Regions from separate parts of the Zea mays genome. Here region 1 is linked to region 2. Evidence: chromatin contacts called from public Hi-C data. All regions are on one chromosome and are shown on one strand. The core of a region is the stretch at or near the end of the contact, and the rest is flanking DNA. Distances in the headings are between cores, read along the strand shown. Region 1 holds the start of LOC100277584. Region 2 has its middle 51 kb from the start of LOC103640318.

Evidence for each region. A called contact is a pair of places that touch in the nucleus more often than the background predicts.
Region 1: a Hi-C map of leaf shows a contact between it and region 2, with 5 times the contacts expected there. The contact joins the promoter of LOC100277584 here to the enhancer-like site in region 2. A contact is called at or near these places in 2 of 25 Hi-C or Micro-C datasets (leaf and tassel).

The regions. Positions count from the first base shown.
Region 1 is chr9:136,738,170-136,742,739 of Zm-B73-REFERENCE-NAM-5.0, forward strand. LOC100277584 reads left to right here and starts at 1,520. Exons shown (of 2, transcript NM_001151102.1): 1 at 1,520-1,797; 2 at 2,055-3,755. The coding sequence starts at 1,618. The coding sequence ends at 3,512.
Region 2 is chr9:136,520,592-136,524,550 of Zm-B73-REFERENCE-NAM-5.0, forward strand. No RefSeq gene overlaps it. Among protein-coding and RNA genes, the nearest start is that of LOC103640318, 51 kb to the left of the region's middle. Within about 2 kb of position 1,755, at least 15 of the 20 cell types and tissues checked have an H3K27ac peak or open chromatin away from gene starts, as enhancers often do. A contact at or near this core is called in leaf and tassel, where this site is marked.

The DNA of each region.
Region 1 (4,570 bases), core at 270-2,769, 220 kb after region 2:
TCCACGCAATATAGAGGGGTGACACTCTGTATTGAAAGATGGAGCTTCCGGTTATAGTCCAATACTAGAGATTGGGTCCCTAATTTCAAATCTCTATTCCATGTGCAATTAAACAGCAAAATTTAAGAAAACTGATCCCAATTCACAATTTCGTACCCCAAAATCTACATCCAAACGAGATTATAATGTCATTTTTATTTGTTTTATACATTATATAATTTTCTTCCTAAGTAATGTAATTTTAATTGTTCCATCAATTGTGTAGTTTTATTTTTTAAAACAATATAAATTTTGTTCTCTTTATGAACTATGTAGAGTGGATATTCTTATCTATACGTTAGATTAATGTTTTGCAAATAAAGCACGTGTTTTATTTGCAATACAAACATGTATAAGAAAAACTGATGAGAATATATCTCGTGCACATGGATGTTTAGTGCATATGATGCACATATTAAATCATCACCACTCATTTTAGATCTAACGTCTCTAGTTGTTTGATACATTTTGCCAAGGACACACTCTAACATGGTGAGATGTAGTGGTGGAAGATGTTATTTATGAATTACAATAATTAAACAGAAACGTTAGATCTGATATGGATAGTGATGATTTAATATGTGCACCATGTGCATTAAACTTTCATGTGCAACATATATGTCCTCGAATGATGCTCAATGTATAATAACGGTAAAGACATTGTAATAGTCTATAGTGTGATCGATAGCTGACGTTATAGACGGTATAATTTAATGACATCGGATCCTGTGTAACAAAAGCTCAAGCTATCAAGCTACGAGACTAGTAGTGACCGATTTAGTGTTAAATTTATAGTGCCACAAATAGGGATCAGCACCGGTTTTGTTTATATCCCATTCAGATCTTGGCAACGGTCCAGAAACGAAGAAGCCCTTGCTGTCGTCTTCTCTTCGGCAACGTTCACGTTCAGTTCCCGTGTGCTGGCACTGGCACTGGTAGGCAGAGTGAGGACGGCCGTCCAAAATCGCAGCCAAAGCAGACAAGGCCGCATCGGAGATGACGATCGCTGCAGCATCTGCAATAGGGGATGGGGCGATTGGTTTCCTCGTGATCCGCGCGCGCCACCACTGTGTGACAATGATGGAACAAGACCCGTCGCCCGGCGGATCCTGTGTTCATTTGGCTGCAGTGCGCGGGCGCGGCGGCCTGCAACGGCAACTCGTCGTACAGTGTCCCGGCGTTCGGCTGCATCGTTTTCGGGTTTTGGCGGAGCTGAGCTGAGAAGGGGGACCTGTGTGGCAGTCTGGCAGAGGAGGGAGCAGCCGCTGAGGCCTGCTGGGAAACGGTAACATGTGGCAGCCTTGTGCGTGGGGTGTGGGAACCTTTTTCTCTTTTTTTTAGTTTTTAAATTAGGAGGGGCTGTGCTCTCAACGGCCAACGGCTCCTTGGTGCGGCGGGCGGTCAACGTCTCTCTCGCCGGGGCGCTCTCCATGACTCCATCTTAAAACCCACAGCTTTCTTCCCGTCTTGGCGTCTTCCCACATATGAGTATATGACATATCCCCACTCTAGCCAAGTAGCCAGTCCTCTCTCCACTCTCCTCTCGCACCACCAAAAAAACCGGCCCCACCGTTCGCCATGAGCTCCGAAGCAGAATGCGCAGCTCCAGCCGCCGCCGCGCCGGATGGGGCGGGCGGCGGCAGGGTGGAGATCGACACGTCCGCGCCGTTCGAGTCCGTGCGGGAGGCCGTCGACCGGTTCGGTGGCAGCGCCGTCTGGAGCTCCGACCTCGTCAGGCGCATGTTCGCGCCCTCCAAGGTGACCGACCACCCGCCGCCGCCTCTTTTCTTCTCCCATTTTCTTTCTCCTCCGTCCATCCCCTGCCGTGGCATAGTCCGCTCCGTTTGCTGCTGCTGCATCCACCTGGTAGTTGATCAATGTGAGATCCGAGGTTGCTGGCTCCTCGGTTTTGCTCTACTTGCTTGGTCCCCGGAGTGACTGGCCCCAGCAAGCCAGCAACAGAGTAGATCGATGGTGCTGTTTCTTACTTTGCTTTCCATGTTTGCAACCTGCAGAAACATGAACAGTCTGACCAAGCTGCAGAGGCCATCAACGCCGAGGAGCAGGCTGCACAGCTAGAGAACGAGCTGGCAGTTAAAGAAAGGGAGACTCTTGATGTGCTCAAGGAGCTGGAGGCAACCAAGAAGATCATAGCAGACCTGAAACTGAAGATACGGAAGGAAGCCACTGAAACATCCCCTGAAGAGGCTGCTGACCAGGTTTCTGAGGCGGGAGCTCAACAGCAGAAACCTGAAAACACCAACATTGATGTGGTGGTGGACATGGAAGGTGTAGAGGAGAACCATTCAGGTTCGGTTCCGGTGGATCTCGAGCAGGCGAAGGCAAACCTGAACAGAGCTACATGTGATCTGGCTGCGGTGCGGGCTGCAGTCGAGCTACTGCGAAACAGCATAGCGAAAGAGAAAGTGTTGCTTGAAAGAGCCCGAGAGAAGCTCTCCTCTGATACTTCGTCGGTTTCTTCTTTGGAGGATGACCTGGATCAGACAGCGCAAAAGATGGAAACGCTGAAGGATCTGCAGAGGAGACGCAAAGACCCCTCAGATATTTTTGTAGAGATCAAGAAAATGACCACCGAGGTGCAGCAGCTCAGGAGCATGGCAGACGATTCGAAATCTGAGGCAATGGTGTTGGCTGCAGAAATCGAGCAGGTAAAGGCCAGCATTTGCACGGCTGAGGTCAGGTGCATTGCAGCCAGGAAGATGGAAGACGCCGCTAGAGCAGCAGAGGCCCTCGCGCTGGCCGAGATCAAAGCGCTAGTGAGCAGCGGAAGTTCTTTCGAAGGAGACACCGCTTCCGATGGAGGAGGGGTAACTCTCTCGATGGAGGAGTATTTCAAGCTGTGCTCCCGAGCTCTGGAAGCTGACGAAAGCTCCAGGAGGAAAGTGGAGAACGCAATGCTGCAGGTAGACGCAGCTGACGATTCAGAGTCCGAGTCTGTCAAGAGGCTCGAGGATGCCAGAGTGGAGGTCGAGGAGTGCAAGAAGGCGCTGCAAGAGGCCCTGAGGAGGGTAGAGGCTGCAAACCATGGGAAGTTTGCGGTGGAAGAGATTCTTCGTAGATGGAAATCTGAGAGCGGGCACAAGAGGCGGTCTCTTGGTGGCTCCCCAAGATTCAAAAGGGCGGCAGCTCACCGTCGCGAAGATTCGCACGCCACGGATATGATCTCTGATGCTTCAGACAGACCACCCAAACCAACATTGTCGATCGGGCAGATACTGAGCATGAAGCTAATGGGACCTGATGGGTACGACAAGAGTGTTTGGGATGACAAAACAGGCGAGATACCGGAGATCTCGCTCGGTCAGATTATAAACAGGAGTGGTGTTCTGTGCAGAGAGGATGTGGCTGCTCGCAGAAGAATTTCGGGGAAGAGGAAGAAGTTTGCATTGACTGGGCTTTCTGTTCTCCTGGCCAAGCAATCGAAGAACAAGAAGAAGAGAGAATCCTTTTAAGCTGGTACAAGTCGTCCCACAAATATCAGTGCTGTACTTTATAGTCTTGTGATATGCAGTTGTAGTTCAACCTTGTCATTAGTAGCTGGTTATATCGAGATATTTTGTATGAGGAATGAGGTAGTATATTTTAGTTCCTCATGTTAAATGTACCGGTAGCGATTATTTGCTGCTAATTAGAGTAGCGACTGGCAGTTCTCTGCTATGTATGCTGTTGAGGTCTACGTAATTGGACCCAAAATTTACATTTCTGCGTTTGAGGTCTATGGTCTAAAATTTGCCTTTTTTTTGTACAACATCTGAAGCACAAGCACCATTATCCTTGGTGGTCGTCAATTATACAAGAGATAAAAAAACAAAAAATATAAGGCCGTTTTCTTTTTTTATCGTTCATAAACTGGAGTAATTTGAGGAGTACCTTTGTGACTGTGTGAAGTACATGGATGCAGCCATAGAAAAAACAAACAGCTGACGGCGCTTTCAGCTGGAGCAAGCAGCCGGACTTCATAAGGAAAAGAATCATCTAATCTAACCTCCGCTGCGGTCCTACATACTTTGCTGAATGTTTAAGCAGCATTGCTGATTGCGTGGTCATGTCTGCCATCCCACAGCCGGGCGTGACCGTGTAGTGGATTCCGTTGGAGCACGAATTGCCCAACGGCCCCGTCCTGTCGTCGCTTGGTTGCGGAGCCGATGACGTCGTGGATTTACCTTTGTTTGTTTGTTTTTTTTCATCCGCGGTTGGAAAAACAAATAAGGTAGGCAGCACAAAAATTCTCATGTCCCGTCGCATACAATTTCTTGAGTTGGGATTTTGTTCTTCAGGCTTTTCGAGGGGTTCCCATAAGAAACGTACATTATCTCAAATTCTTAAGGGCTTGTTCGCTTTAGAGTGGATTGAGGGGGATTGGAGGGGATTAAATCCCCTCCTATACAAATTTGTATAGGAGGGGATTTAATCCCCTCCAATCCTCCTCAATCCACCCCAAAGCGAACAAGCCCTAAGAGAGAAGCGGTCCAGATTTTAGCCCACTTATTCAAAATCCTAATTCGCTTTG
Region 2 (3,959 bases), core at 505-3,004:
AGCTACTTGTATATTGAGTAGTAATATGACTTATATCATGCAATGTTATTGGAGACAGAAAAATGCATCTATAATATGTATTTGAACTTCTCACCTTTTGGGTAACACTTACATCGATCCTTTAGGGTGCGTTTGGTTGAATGTACAAAGAGGGATGGAATAAGGCGACCACGTTTTCTATAGTGTTTGGTTGAGAGTCAACCGAAGGGGAGGTGAACACCGGAGTGATTTTTAGGGGCGGTGTGATCCCAAAAAATCGAGGGGACGATGACGCCTCTGACTCATCCTACTTTGACCTCAAATCAAACACACCAAGTAGTTTAGTCAAATCTGAGCCCGAACTAAAGTAGAAACTGAGTTTGAGTCTGGGTCGGTCGTAGTCGGAGTTGAAGTTGGAGTGGAATCGAGTCCAAGTTGATTCATGCATCTGTGACTGTGAGTAACTATCATAAATTCATGATACAATTTATGATGGACGAAATTGTTTCCTTTGCATCACGACGGCTAGAAGCTGAGGGCCGCGCGCAGACTTAGCCAAGAGCTACAACGCGTGCGTCCAGAGCCGCGGATGCTCCCATCGGTTTGGAGTGTGCGGAAATTTATTTCATCGTGAAGACATGCTCCTTGCCCCATTATGAAAACTACGCACATGTAGGCTAAGGATATGTAGACTCTGGTTTAAGAATGATACAATCTTAAGACTTCGAAACATAAATACAACTAAGATACAATATATATATATATAGAGTCGTAAAGAGACATGCTTTTTATAGAGAGTCCGTCTCTAATATTTTTTTTCACTAAAACTCTTAGAGGTCCCTCAAAAGACCATATTAAATAAGGTTGTACATATACTGGTTGTACATGTACTGATCGAGACTACAAAACGACCGACCCATTCAATTCAAGTGGGCATAAAAAGCTCCCGAACGCAAAAAAAAAAAAAAAGGGTTCGGGCAAGTTGTACAAAGGGATGGCAACTCTAATCGCCGAGCGGCCAAAGCTAAGCATGAGATCGTATTCAATCCCGTAGGCCTAGAAAGCAACCGACCGAGCCTTTACGTCACGCCACCAATGCCCGTGTCGTCTGCCTGCCGTGCCCCAACGAGAGTTGCTTCACTCACTTGCCGTTGCTGACCTGCGCTCCTGCTGCCCTCGTGATCTCTCACCGTTGCAGTAGCTAGGACCCTCCTCGTGGGTCATGGCCAACTGGCCGCGCCGTCTCTCGCCGAAAGATACGATGGGTAGTGGGATGAGGCGACGAGCTACTGCAACAAATAGCCGCCCCGACCCATCGCCGGAGAAAGGCGATCGATCCCACCTGTACCTCTTGCATTGCCGCCCAGGACCCATGTGATACTCTGATACCGATGGTTAGTGTTATAATATAAAAGTATACGTAATGTTTTATAATCTGGTACTATATATAATTGTTACCGCACGTCTCGATGTCTCTGTAGAAAATGGAACGAGGTCTCGACTCTCCATTATGTAGGATAATGAATCACGATTCAAATATTTCTTCGTAAATTGTTAGAATTCTTGATTAATTTTAGTTAAAAATAAATAGAAATAAAGAGTATGATCTTTAAATTTTAAAATGTAAAATTTAGAGTCAACTGTCACCGGATTTCTCGCCGCCGTCGCTTGTTTGGCACGGTTCCGAAGAAAGCCAAATTCAAAGTTTCTTACTCTCTCATTATCAGAGTACAAAATACAACAAGGAGCCGTTAAGGGCCTCCCTCCATATGGGCCACATAGGATCAGCTACTCGTTGATTCATTTCGGTCCAAACGTATTTGGGTTCGTCTTCCGAGGCCCTTCAAATCTCCTGTCTATTATGAATTTAGTCATTTTTATATTTACTTTAATCTAAATTTTATAGTAAACATACAGCGAGGTATAAATGTAACACGGTTGTTGTCAGCACCAAGCACATACATAATCACTATGCTTATATAAATTATTATATTGAATTTTACAAATCTAGGCATTAGGCTGTACCTAGCTACTCAAGACAGTGATTGCTCTATTCACACAAGTTGATGGTGTGTGTTACACGAGTTGACAACGTGTGTTGCTCAAATTAACGAACTACAATAGGTACAGATAGATGTTTCCTGCGTTGTCACCCGCCATCCACGATAAAGCGGAAGAAGACGATCTAAGGCAGCATCCAAAAGAAGAGGACGATTAGCGAGTCCTTGCGATCCCCCACTACAGGAATCCCGTCGATTCCCGTCGGCCAGATTAATTCCTGTCGGCTAGTAAAAAAGCCGACGTGAATCAATTAATTTCCGTCGGCCATCTAGTAGCCGACGGAGGTTAAGTTATTCCCGTCGGTCACGTCACAAAGCCGACGTGGGTTAATTTATTCCCGTCGGCCACGTCACAAAGCCGACGGGGGTTAAGTTATTTCCGTCGGCCACGTCACAAGCCGACGGGGATTAAGTGTTTTAGAGCCAGGCCGCGGACGCGCGCGGGCTCATTTCTTCTTCTCCACTCGAACCGCCGCCGTCTGCTCCCCGACCACCCGACGTGCGCAGCCCCCGCCCGAGCGCCGCCGAGCCCAGCCCCGACCGAGCGCCGCCCCAGAGCGCCGCCATGCGTGGCCGCACCCGCCCGTGCACCGCCGCCCCCTGGTCCGGCTCGAGCGCCGCCGCCCCCCCGCTCGCCCTGGAGCGCCGCCGCCCCCGCCCGAACGCTGCCTCTAGCCCCCGAGCGTCGCCGTCTCCAGCCCGTCGTCGTCCACCGTTCGCCCGTGTACCGACGCGCCGTTCAGCAACCGCAGGCTCGTTGAGGTATAATCCTACCTATATGTAAATACATGTGATTATTTTCATCGGTTTTTATGGCCGACGGGAGTTAGCTTTCATGTGATTAGAGGTAGTTTAATATAACATGTGATTAGAGTGTGATTAAAGTTAGTTTAATATCACATGTGTGGCTTAATGTTAGGTAAGTATTAATTCTGTTATTATAGTAGATTAACTTATGCTATTGAATTGTTGAATTTAATGTTATTTATTGATGTAATGATAAATTTGATGTTCTAAAAATATTATTTAATTTAATGGATTTAATGTTGCAAATATTGTTTATTTTCGTCGGTTTTTATGGCCGACGGGAGTTAACTGTAATGCGATTAAAATTTATTTAATATTGTTATTTGTTAGTATGATTTGACCTAAATTTGGATGTTGCAATATTGTTAATTAATGATTATCATGTTAATGTGATGAAGGTGATGTTATGTATATATATAGTTTTACTACTTATCTATAGATGTATGTGTGACGTGTAGAAACATGAATGTCTCACACGCACTCCTTACTCGTACACACATCCGCAATAATGGGTGATAGACATGATTAGATGTATGAAGGTTTCAAGAAGGCTGGGTGTCACACAAGTGAATGGTTTACCAAGAGGGCCACAAAGGACTAGACCCTAACAACCCTGACCAGCTCTACAGCCAGACAACCACGGATCGGCTGGTGAGTTTTTGCCCAAAAGTACAAACGTTCAAAGTATAGAAATTCCTGCATTTGTAAGGTTGTGAATGATGTATAGGCGGCATATGGGCAGGAGATGGTTCGTCGCCATGACCCTGACTTCGACTGGCGACATGAACCGGTGGATCTCTCGGTGGTGTATGCAAGTGGTGGTGGAAAAGCACATGGACGGTAAGTTGTAACTTATGAAATTATATGGTTGACACTAAATTGATTATGCAGTAATTACAATTTTTGAATCACTTATAGATACGCACTCTTCGACGGATTCATTGACTCGTCGTCGGTGAGATCTCAGAGGACGAGTTCGTCTTCCCGTAGCTCATGCTCTCGTCGATCGAACGAGCAGGAGTTGGAGATTATGAGGATGCATGAAGAGATGAGACAACAACGCGAATTTATGGAGGCTTGCAATGCACATAACCAAGCGATGTATCAAGTGAG